Linked DNA regions of Ovis aries: region 2 is linked to region 1. The links are chromatin contacts, called in public Hi-C maps. All regions are on one chromosome and are shown on one strand. The core of a region is the stretch at or near the end of the contact, and the rest is flanking DNA. Distances in the headings are between cores, read along the strand shown.

Region 1 (5,879 bases), core at 2,497-4,996:
ATTCCTTTGCCCCACACTTGGGCAGTCCCCACCAAGTGGGCTGCAGAGTTCCCAGAACCCCAGGAGAGAAGGCAGCAGAACAAGAATCCCAGGTTATCCCACTCCTGGTCCCAAGCTCATCAGGCCATGGCTCAGATGCCCACTGATCATAAAGGCACAACTCCTAGGAGCTGGGAGTCAAGTCCAACTCTGCATTTTGCAGAAAGAAACACCAGGCTGGGGAGGGGACATGGTTTCCCCAGGACCCCAGAGCTCATGAGAGACAGGGTTAGAATGTGAGCTCAGAGCACCCATCTTCCAGCCCAGAGCTCATATCATGACACTACCCTGCCTGCTCTCATCTCTAACCACGTAACACCAACACCCCACAAGGTGAGAGCTGGTGCTTCCAAACCGACAGCCTCCAAGTAGCAGAGCCCTTGGAGCCTTCCTGCCCACCTCTCTTCCATCACCCTTACTGCTGTTCTCTTCTCCTCCTCCTGTCTTCCCTCAAGAAAGACAAAAAGATGAAGTTTTGATTTTGCAGGAAGTTCTATTAGCCTTGACAAAAACAGTTCTTATAACTAAATTGAGGCTTACAAGTTACATGTGAATTTAGCTATTTTGTGGCTCCTCCCCATTTTGCTTGTCCATGAGTGGTGTGAAGTGGTACTTTGTGGACCTTGTCATTGCCTTTGCTCCCACTGGGTACATGGGGAAGGGCTCCCCTAGACCACAGCAATAGCGGGCCACCAGCGCCCCCTTGCTGCCACCATCACTCCCACCATCACTCCTGTATTGAAAACTCTAGGGGCTTCTTTCAGAGAAGGCAATGGCAACCCACTCCAGTACTCTTGCCTGGAAAATCCCATGGACAGGGGGAGCCTGGTAGGCTGTGGTCCATGGGGTCACTAAGAGTCGGGCACAACTGAGCGGCTTCACTTTCACTTTTCACTTTCATGCATTGGAGATGGAAATGTCAACCCACTCCAGTATTCTTGCCTGGAAAATCCCATGGACGGGGGAGCCTGGTAGGCTGCCGTCTATGGGGTCGCACAGAGTCGGACACGACTGAAGCAGCTTAGCAACAGCAGCAGCAGCAGCAGGGGCTTCTTTCTCCCTTTTTCAGTGCAGTGAAAGTGTTAGTTGCTGTCTTGTCTGACTCTTTGCAACCCCCTGGACTATAGCTCACCAGGCTCCTCTGTCCAAGGAATTCTCCAGGCAAGAATACTGGAGTGGGTAGCCATTTTCTTTCTCCAGGGATCTTCCCAACCCAGGATTGAATCCAGGTCTCCTGCACTGCAGGCAGATTCTTTACTGGCTGAGCCACTGGGGAAGCCCTGTTCCTCCCTGACGTCTCCACAAAGAACCTGATGCAGTCACTCGGGACCCACGGCTGCCTTCATGTCTCCCCCCTGCACCTGATCTCAATTCTGAAGAGTTCTTCTGATGGCCTCACAGGAATCCCTACCATGCCTACCTTCCCCCCAGCCCCACCCCACACACAGACACCATCCAGGTGCCCCCTCAGTCCTTTCAGGGGTGAGAAACCCCTGTGCTCCCCACTTAGCCCCTTTCTCCTGTTAGCTGTTTCCAGCTCTCCTGGGGGCCTTGTAATTTCCCTGTTGTAAGTTACACTCTTTGGTTCTAACCTCTGCCCTCTGAAACCACACAAAACAAGTCCATCCACCAACCCCTGAGATACATGAAACCACTCTCAAGGGCAGGCTTTGCTTTTCCAAGCTGTCGTCCCTGTCCCTTTGAGTCTCTTCATGGGGCCACCTGGCCCTGGTCCTGCCCCTATATACCCCTCCAGTGACCTCAGTTCATGCCTGCTCCCAGAAGAAGCACGGCACTGCCCGTGCCCGGCTGAGGCAGAGGAGCGTGCATGGCAGTTCCTCTCTTTGGACACTTCAGTCACATCCAGGCAACCTGCTCTGGCATCAGGTCCTCATGTCACACCATGGGCTCAGCCTGATCTCAAAGGGAACAAAGCCCCAGAAACTTTCTCAGAGGAGGCTATGTGGCCAGGTCTCCCAGCCTGTCTTCATGTCAAGCAAACATCAGCACAGGAGGTGTGTGCCTTTAACATTAACCTGATGTCTGCTTGGCATTGTATTCTGACAACATCCTTTTTAATCTGGAGTCTGGATTCCTTCCAGGAGCTGCCTCTCCCAGCTCCCTGTCTCCTTCTAGTTGATAAGCAAAGCAAACTTTCCATGTTGGGGAAAGTCCAGTCTGCTCAAGGACCCAGTGCGGGAAAAGTGAAAATGTTTACAGGTTGCATATTCATTCTTTCCTTAAGCAGATTTATTGTCACTTATGGGTGCACACAGATATTCTTAAAGCTGTGATTGCCCACTTCTAAAACAGAAGAATGATAATGAGAAAATATAGCACTATTAGCCAATAAATTATTAATAATGGTCATATTTAGAAGTAACCACATTAGAGACAGCCTTCTAATTTTCCATTCTTTCCATGTGTCTAGAGGCTCTAGTTTACAAAGGGAATTCCTACTATTTTTAATCATTCATCCTTAAAACAGACTAGCTAGAGCAATAAAATAAAAAGACGAAGCAGATACACCATACAGGTAAGAAGGAGTATGTTACCAAGTGAAGTGACTTGCCCAGGGTCCCAGTCACACCTGAGCCACCCCAGACCTGGTGGCACGATCCATTTGACTCAACAGCATCTCCCAAGTGCTCAGTGTGCCAAGCATTGTTTCAAGCACGAGGGACCCAGAAGTGTGTGACACAGCTTCCCCCACCCAGCTGCCTTTCCCTGTCCCTACCTGCACTCCCACAGCCCACAGCCACCTGGGTTTGCAGGTCTAAAAAGATGTCTCCAGCCCTTCTGCTATATATGGGTTTGAAATTAGATCAAATTTTACTGCAAAGCAGAAAACCCATGGGCTGCCTAAACCATGTGTAATAACATCAGCCAAGACAGAAGCGAGGACAAGCCTGGAACTGCACCGCGAGAATGCTCTGGCACTGACAGGAGCCTTCAGCCACTGGGCGAGAGCATATTACTTCAGAAGGGAAGATTTCCCCTGGGACCCACAGCCCCTGCTTCCTTTGGTGTCTGCCTTGCACTTCCACCATCCTCAGGCCAAGCCCTCACTCAGCAGGGTTCCAGCCTGGCTGCCTCTGTCCTGTGGGACCATCGCTGGCCCTGTGAAGGTCCTGATGAGAGGGGCACTGAGAAAGAAGATGCTTGTCCAGCTTTAAAATGCTGTGCTGTTTGAAAGCTCATAGCCTGGCCAGGTCTAGGGGCCCCACAGTCAGACCTTCTCAGCAGCTACATTTATCCTAAAACACACTCTCCAGCCCTCAAAGAAGAGTTTCCTCTTTGGCTAGTTTGCCAGATATTTCAGGCAATCTGCATTGGTAACAAAGTACATGCATAGATTGTCTCATCTGATTTTCTGAGTAGTCCGGGCCCTGGTCCAGCTTTTCTGGGGCTGCCTGGGCAGGCCGGCAATTCCCCGGTTTCTGGTGGAAGCAGAGGGTGATTGTAGCAAGTCTCAGGTCTGTTCAAGAGGGGCTGTCACCAATCACACCTGCTCTTCAGATCATGAGCCCTTTTCTAGCAGCTGGAAGGATGTATGTTGCGCCAGGTCTGAGAAATGCTTTGTCTCCTGAGCCACACTGGAAACAGCCACACTCCATTTCAGATGTGCTGAGAACTGAAACTGATTGGATCCAGGCCACATTTGGTCAGGGTCTGGGAGCTGGGTGGCTCCTGAGATGGTCTCTGCTGCCACCATCAGGACGCACAGCCCACCACCTCCTGCTGGAAGCCTCTGGGTCTGGTGCTGAAGTGGCCCCTGCTCTTGGCTGTCAGTGCTCTGGGTTTCCATCAGGAGGTCAGTTGTGTGGGTCTATCAGTCTCTCTTGCCTGGCCTGCACGTACCACATTCATTGTCGAGAATGTCTTCATCCAGCAGCAGGAAACAAGGCCAGTTACAGATATTTTTCAGCATCAATCCAAGTTGAGCCATCCAAAGCAGAGCAGCCTCTCCCTGACCCAGGACTCGTGAGAGTTCACATGCACATCACCCAGGACAGGCTGGCCTCCTTCCAGACGTACAGAAATCCCACTGGAGCAGCAGAGAGAATGCATCCTTATGCCAGGTGGCTCGTGGCTATTTTACCAGTTGTTCTGTGAATGTTACTCAAATCCGTATGTGCCTGGGTACCTTTACTCACAGACCCCAGTGACTTTGTAGTTATTTTAAAAAAGAAAGAAAGAAACCTGGGTCAGAAGTACTCTTTCCAGTTAAAAGAATAGATTAGGATGGGAAGTAAGCATGACCAGGTTTGTCTCCTTGGGGCTTATGAACCAACTGAAGGAGGTGGGGCAGCCTTTGAACAAGGCAGGCTTACCCGGGGTGTTCCGAGGCTGGACTAGAGTGTCCACTGCTCACAGCTCTTCCCTGTGCTTCCCAACCAGCGCCCCCCGCAGGAACCTTCTGGAGCCTCTTCAGGCACATCTCCATCCACCAGGCCAGAAAGTCAATGAGCCCCCAAACCTGCTTTCCCCAGGCCCGTCACCCAGTCCAGCCCGGCCTCCTTCCACACCCTGAGGCCTCCCTTGACCTGCCCCAACCTCTGGAGTGAGGAAATGATTGTCCACAGATGGGCTGGCACCACTCAGGTAATCCTTTCCTCCAGGGTTTCTGGTTTCTAATCTACCTAATGAGGGGCCAAACTAAGACATAAGAGCTCCCTGCCCTCTCTCATTTGCCTAACTTTAAACTCGTGTGAATAGCTTGAGAGGGACCCTGCTGTAACAGGAAGCCTTGACTTGGGAACCAGACACACCTGGATGTAAACCCAGCTCTCCCACTAGTTGCCCCTGGGACTTGAACAGGTTAACCCTTGGGCCACTGTTTTCTCACCTGCAAAAATAGGACTAATGTCCACTGTTAGTTCAAGGCCTTCAGGAGGCAGATACCAAAACAGAATTAGGCCTGCAAGAGATTTATTGGGGAAACACCTTTGAATTATTGATATAAAGGAAGAAGAAGGAGGTGGAGGGCTGGGAAGGAAAAGGCTGGGATGGCCAACCTGAGGAAGATTCCACGAGGTGAGGAGAGTCCTCGGACCATTAGAGGAGTTTCCTGTCCCACGGGAACAGACCTGCTCCATCAGTAATGGCTGGGAGCAGCCTAGGAAGGGTGGCCTCAGCACACCTGTGGTGGTGGGTCAAGGGGGCAGAGGCAGGGGCGGTCCCTTGGCTGCCCCGTGCAGCAGGAGAGCTGCTCAGGCACTTGCGGGGCTGCAGCTGCTGCTCCAAAGCTTTGTCGGGGACAGCAGATGCATCTGAAGTCCTATCACGGCATCTACCATGGGGAGGTGCCCAATGAGGACACGGTCAGAGGGAGATGATACTCATCTCATTGTCAGGATTTGCCACACATCCTCCAGCTGCCCATGGAGAGCACCCTCCCTCAGGGTCCTGTAGGTTTTCGTGTCCATTTCCCATCGTATAGCAGGTCCCAGCCCTGAAATGAGGCCCCTTCCAGAAACATCAGCACAGTACCCAGGCTCCATCTTCACGTCAGCAACGCTCCTCCTTCCTGTCACACATCCAACAAGCTGTGGCTGATTCCCTACTGATGTGCTGGAGAAGCTGGGAGAACTTGCTTCACTCTCATTTCAGTTTCAAAACTAGAGGAAATAGGGATCCTATTGACCTCCTCGAGGGTCTCGACAGCATTTCCTTTTGGAGAAACAGAGCGGTTGAAGCTTTCGGTGACATGGGAGAGGGCGCGGCTCACACCTGAGTGTGCAGAGTTGTGTGGTTTAGAAGTTTAGGCAACTTCAGTTGCCTCTTCTGTGAATGGGAAGAGTGCCAGCACCTTCCTCAGGCAGCCATATTGTGAGTTA
Region 2 (5,879 bases), core at 933-3,432, 420 kb before region 1:
TTAGCTGTAAAAAGGAATTAATTTGGGTCAGTTCTCGTAAGATGGATGAACTTAAGAGTCTATTACACAGAGTGAAATGAGTCAGAAAGAGAAAAACAAATATCATATATTAATGCATATACATGGAATCTAGAAAAATAGTACTAAGGAACCTATTTGCAGGGCAGGGATAGAGAGACAGACATAGAACAAACTGGTGGCCACAGCAGGGGAAGTAGAGGATGGGATAAACTGAGAGAGTAGGACTGAAACATTTACATGACCATATATAAAACAGATAGCTAGTGGGAAGTTGCTGTATAACACATGGAGCTGGAGCTCAACCCAGTGCTCTGTGACAACCTAGAGTGGTGACATGGGGTGGGGGGGGGGGGAGATTCAAGAGGGAGGGGACATATGGTCACTTAACGACTGATTGACATTGTTGTATGGCTTCTACTGCTAAGTCGCTTCAGTCGTGTCCAACTCTGTGCGACCCCATAGATGGCAGCCCACCAGGCTCCCCTGTCCCTGGGATTCTCCAGGCAAGAACACTGGAGTGGGTTGCCATTTCCTTCTCCAGTGCATGAAAGTGAAAGTGAAATCGCTCAGTCCTGTCTGACTCTTAGCAACCCCATGGACTGCAGCCCACCAAGGCTCCTCTGCCCATGGGATTTTCCACGCAAGAGTACTGGAGTGGGGTGCCACTGCCTTCTCCTGTTGTATGGCAGAAACTAACAAAACATTATAAAGCAATTATCCTCCAATTAAAAAAAAAATGTTACTGTATACCCAAGCTTGAGAACCACTGGTTTAAAGATAGTAAAATAAACTTTCTCTGAGATTTTCAAACATGTTCTTCTTGGTTAGACATTTCTTTACTCTTGCTGCAGCTGGAACCATTGCTGTGCTCGATTCTGTGCATTCTTGTAATTCTGAGTTTTGTGCTATGCTATCTCTGATAGAGTTGCTGGTGAACAATAGCTGAGATTATTAAGCAGGCTTCACTTCTGGGGCTGATAAGCCAGAGGCTCTCTATACACTGACAAGGATATAAGTTTCCTCTAAGTGACATTTTGATCACCTTGAGGAATAGTGAGAGAAAACTGCTGAAGCAGTGTCACACCACCTGGCCTGAAGTAGGAAGGTTTTAGAGACTGTAGCACTTAGACCTTTGAATCACACCAGTACACTATTGGGTAATAGGACTATGCTGAACAACAAATAGTCTAGCCAGTCTGAAAATATTCAGATTTAGGTCAAGTTTGAGAGATGACAGAGGCACTGGGCTTCCTGATTTCCAGACTCTGAAATTACTGACAGAAGTCTATCTGGGCAATTTCAAAGATCCCTAAGATAGGATATTACAAACTCTGGCTTATATTGGATAGTTCTGACCTGAATTGTCCAAGGATCTGCAGCAATTAGCTCCCTGGATTTTATTCCTATAATGCTTCTTCCCGAGTTTGCCTGTGTAGTTCTGTGACAGACTGAAAATTTCCAAAAAACAGGAACCACTTATGCTTCTTCTCTGGCCAAGAATACAGCACAGTGACACACATGTCCAATACTTCAGGATAACTTAGTGTTCTCAATGAGGAGCGTCCACCAAATTAGTTACTGCCCCATGAACAAAGATGGGTGATGTTCAAATCAAACATGCCTTCCCTCAGCCTGTGTCCAAACTACAAGCGTCACCAGAACACCCCTTGTTCAGTCAGTCACTGGAAAGCTTTATCAGTTGAGGAAGGAAAAGGTTTTGAAACTTCTGGATAACATGGAGTAGGGGGTTATAACCGTCATTTTTAGACAAGTGCCTTTAAAATCTTACTACCCAAAGCGTGGTCCTCAGACCAGGAGCATCATCACTAAGAGATTGTTGGGCAGAATTTCAAGTCCCCGTCTCAGGCTTACTGGATCAGAATCCGCTTTTTAATAAGATGCCCAGGTCATTCTTGTTCATATTTAGCATTTGAGATATCAATAGATCTAGTAATTGTCAATCTAGCACCAATCAGAGCCCCAAACAGAGATCCAGCCCTTTGTACACGCCTCTCACCCGATCCACTCTGTAGCAACCGAATCCCCGGAGACATCGGAACGGGTGCTGCCGAGGGCAGCTTGGTGATTGGCTAGGTCGACCACGTGACCGGCGCTGGCCCTCCCGTGCTAGTGGATTGGCTCTCGCGTACGCTGACGGACAGAGCCGGGGCGGGCCAAAGCCAGGTCGGAGGGGCGCGCGCGGTGGCGCGGAGGGGCGAGAACGCGAGTGCGCGTGCGCGAGCGGCGGGGCTCTTTCCCCGAGCCGTCGGAGGGAGCGGGAGCGCTTCTCCCGAGGTAAGAGCTGCCGCGGGGCGGGCTCCCTGCCCCTCCGCGGCCGATTGCGGGCGAGCGGGGCGGGGGGAAGTCTGAGGTCCGCCCGCCCGGGGAGCCTCACTTGGGAGAGGATGCAGACCCAGGCTCAGTCATCTCCCTCGGTGCCTCGGTTTCCCTTTTCTGCCCGCTAGTGCATCTCCCCATCCTCTTCACCGCGGTGACGGGTCCACCCGAGGGGAGTTGCCCACCTGGTAGCCTCGCCTCCGCCTTTGTTTCTCTCCCGGAGGGATGCTGGTACCGACCCCCTCCCCAGGTAAAGGGTGAAGGGTGGTGGGGCGGGGACGTCTCCGGCGCAAGACCTGGCCTAGAGCCGGGGAGAAGATGGCTTTAATGCAGTGGGATCTGTCACATGTGAGAACGAAGGAAAAAAATGTAGTGTCACTTTGGCCAAGCCACGGGACTCGAACTAATCCGGCGGCGGCGGCGACCAAAGCCGTATTCCTGGCGCAGCCGTGCGGGCAGGGGTGGGGGCAGGACCCTCGGGCCAGCCCAGGTGCGCCGGTGGAAGGCTTCTCCGGACCTGCCTGGAGCTCTCACCCCAGAGTTGCACCGAAACGCTTTCAGCCTGCCGAAGGGATCAAGATCAAGAGATTCGTAAAGAGAAGGGGGAAAAATTATTTTTTTAAAGCCGCTGGGCACTGGCGGAGAAGGTCTAAGTGAGAGGCTACAGTGAGAAATTACAGCGAAACTGATGGCTGGTAGTTGTGAGGGGGAAGATCCCTGCAGTGAACTGCAGAGCAGACCATCACACGGATATTCTCCTTCAAGAAAACCTGATCCCCCCCACCCCCCGGGGGGTGGTGCTGGTTATCTCTGTAAACTGAGGTTTTTCTGGACTGCCGAATCAAGTATTGACTTATTTTTAGCATGTTAATGGGTGCTAGGGAGAAGGGAAGGCAGGTTACACCCGTTTAGATCTCCTTAATTCTTTCAAAAGTGCGTGTTAAAAGAAGGCCTTTGGATGTCAAAAGCTGCTTGTGTGTGTGTGTGTGTGTGTGTGAGTGTGAGTGTGTGATTATGGTTTGGGGATGGGAGATGTCTCCTTGAAGTCATACTTTACAAAAGGCATCCTCTGCTTCTTTCCTTCTCAATTTCCCTAAACCTGAAATAGCAAGAGCATACTGTACAGCTCATAACAAAGTATGAAAAGCCCCTTCAGTTTTCCACTAGTTAATTTATTAGCTATACCTGCTAGTCTGCTTGGTTCAGAACGGGTTAAACTATCATTAGAAAGATTTTACTGTATTATGGAATTCCACTATAATTCATTTACAACTTATTCTGGTAGGAAATGGACAGGAATCTCTCTACCTGATTCCTCAGAGACATCCTGACAGGGTTCCAAGGCTTTTTATTGCTCTTACCTTCCCCATACAAAGTTTTGTTTCTTTAGGAAACGGTGTGATCTTTTTTTTTTTTTCCAAACATCTCAGACACACACCATGCCTGTGAAATGCCCAAACTTGTTAGGAAATCAATTTACTTGGCAAGTTCAAACTAACTAAAGAAGGCACACTTAAATTTGTTAGGGGGAATCAGAATTAACATCAACTGTAGCAGATCAACTTCTGGTGGTTTTCTGGGGTGAGCCAAAGTAAAAGAAAAGGTGTTGCAAAGCTTGTTGGGAATGTAACAAATGACCTCATAAAGTAAAATATAGATTGTCACCTGACAGATTGGTACATAAAGCAAATTAGAGTAATTTTAGAACTTGTCAGTGATTTGTTTCCAGCTGGTATCAGTGGGGAGAGGAAGGAATTCTGAGGCTCGGGTAGGAAGTATAGTTTGAAAAGGTATATGGTTTTGTGTTTAGAGAGAAAATGTCGCTTTTGTTATATAAACTGCACAAAGGGCGTGCAGTGTTTATGTTTAGTCTGTGAAAGGGAGGCAAGCGTTTTGGAAAGGTTGAAAAACACTTATTAGGTTAAACAAGGGAAAGCAGAAAGATTGGCAGGCTTAGTTCATCTTAAGGGAAGCAGTGTACCTCAGTGATCTACAGGACAAGGTTTATTCTCTGATTCAGTAAAAGCCCACTAATGTTGCTTCCAAAGCAACAACAAAATCGTTTCCTTTCTGTCGTTTCTGTCCCCTGGGTCAGGGAGGGAAGAGTGAATGAGAGATTATAGAGTCTGACCTGCATGCCTAAGCAGTACTGTCCTTTGAGCAGGGTCTGTGTCACACTGTGTAAATCTAAGAACCGTCACGTTGATAGAGGTCTAAGCACCTTCCCTGGACTCTTGTTGTAAGATAGAGTGGGATAGCATTGCCACAGGTGGAAGCAAGGTGAGAACATCTGATACGGAAGCCCTAGGAAGTGTTTCAGTGAGGCTCTGCCTTTGGAGCTTTGAGAAGGCAGAGCTGCCTCTCTACTGGCTTGACAGGCTGGGTTTTATACGGCTTCCCAAGGACCTGCCCTTCATGATGGGGGCTCCTGTGGATTTCTATGTCTCAGGTTGTAAGCATCAGTTACGCTTGTAATGTGCTCTAGAAAAGAAAGGCTCACAAAAACACAAATCTAGGCTGCCATTCTTTCAGGCATGTCAACCGCAGGCTTCCAGAAAACAAGTTATGCCCTCCCTACCAGTAGATGGCACTGCTGTCTCTGGGAAGTCCTGGAGGAGATGAAACAGGAGCTGGCAAACCAGTGATGTATAGGTCTGGTCTAGAAGATTTTGAAAGGCTGTGTCAGTTTCCTAAGAAAATCATAAAAAAAAGAAAAAAGTTACGAAAGCCATAAATATTGATACAAAGTAGGAATGATGGTTGTGGAGGTTGAGAATGGGTGCCATTACTTTGCTGGTTGTGTGTGGGAAATGGAGAGGGTAAGCTGACAAGCATTGGAACACAGGTTTTGAAAGCTCTTGCATACATATTGTTGGCTAATTGAAAATGAGGTTGAATTCATGATTCAATCAAATTTCCCAACAACTTCCTAGTGTCTACGTCTTTGCTTATAAAATTTGTCTACATGTGGACGGGACTATCGAAATACACATATAACTTTTAAACCGAATCAATATCCTATAATTATGTATCTGAAGATAGTGGTGAGAGTATTAGTAAAAATAATGCTCATGATTACTGTATTTTAGAGCTGTCCACAATAGTAGGTCAAAGTTATTCTGAATCAGTTTCTTCTAAAACTTAAAAATTCCTAACAAGTATTCTACAATTTTAAGATTTTATTAGCAATTCACATCCTGAACTTTGGTTTTATTGACCTTATTAGCCAGGGTTTGTTCATTTGTTCCCCTCTTTTGAACCACCTTTTCTTTCATTTTTTAAAAAAATAATTGACTGTTTTTATATGAATTTTGTAGCCATATATTTGAAGGGGGCGATACTGTTGCTAATGAGGTTACTGTGCATATGAGCTTTGACCCTTTTGGAGGCATAGAACTCTGCTCCTGGGAGTCATTACCCAAATCACCTGCTTCCTCGTGCTGTCCTTGTGCTATGGCTCAGCTTTTTGGAGTTTATTTCCATCTCTCTTCAAGTGAACTCATGAGCTGAGTTTTATACCA

Evidence for each region. A called contact is a pair of places that touch in the nucleus more often than the background predicts.
Region 2: a Hi-C map of hypothalamus shows a contact between it and region 1, with 5 times the contacts expected there. The contact joins the promoter of TMEM108 here to the enhancer-like site in region 1. A contact is called at or near these places in 4 of 16 Hi-C or Micro-C datasets (hypothalamus, liver, skin fibroblasts and 1 more).

What each region holds. Positions count from the first base shown.
Region 1 is chr1:256,674,093-256,679,971 of ARS-UI_Ramb_v3.0, reverse strand. The region is part of intron 4 of TMEM108 (transmembrane protein 108); the gene reads left to right. Among named protein-coding and RNA genes, the nearest start is that of BFSP2, 15 kb to the right of the region's middle. Within about 2 kb of position 3,746, at least 11 of the 54 cell types and tissues checked have an H3K27ac peak or open chromatin away from gene starts, as enhancers often do. A contact at or near this core is called in hypothalamus, where this site is marked.
Region 2 is chr1:257,088,875-257,094,753 of ARS-UI_Ramb_v3.0, reverse strand. It overlaps TMEM108 (transmembrane protein 108), which reads left to right and starts at 2,182. Exons shown (of 6, transcript XM_027960370.3): 1 at 2,182-2,316.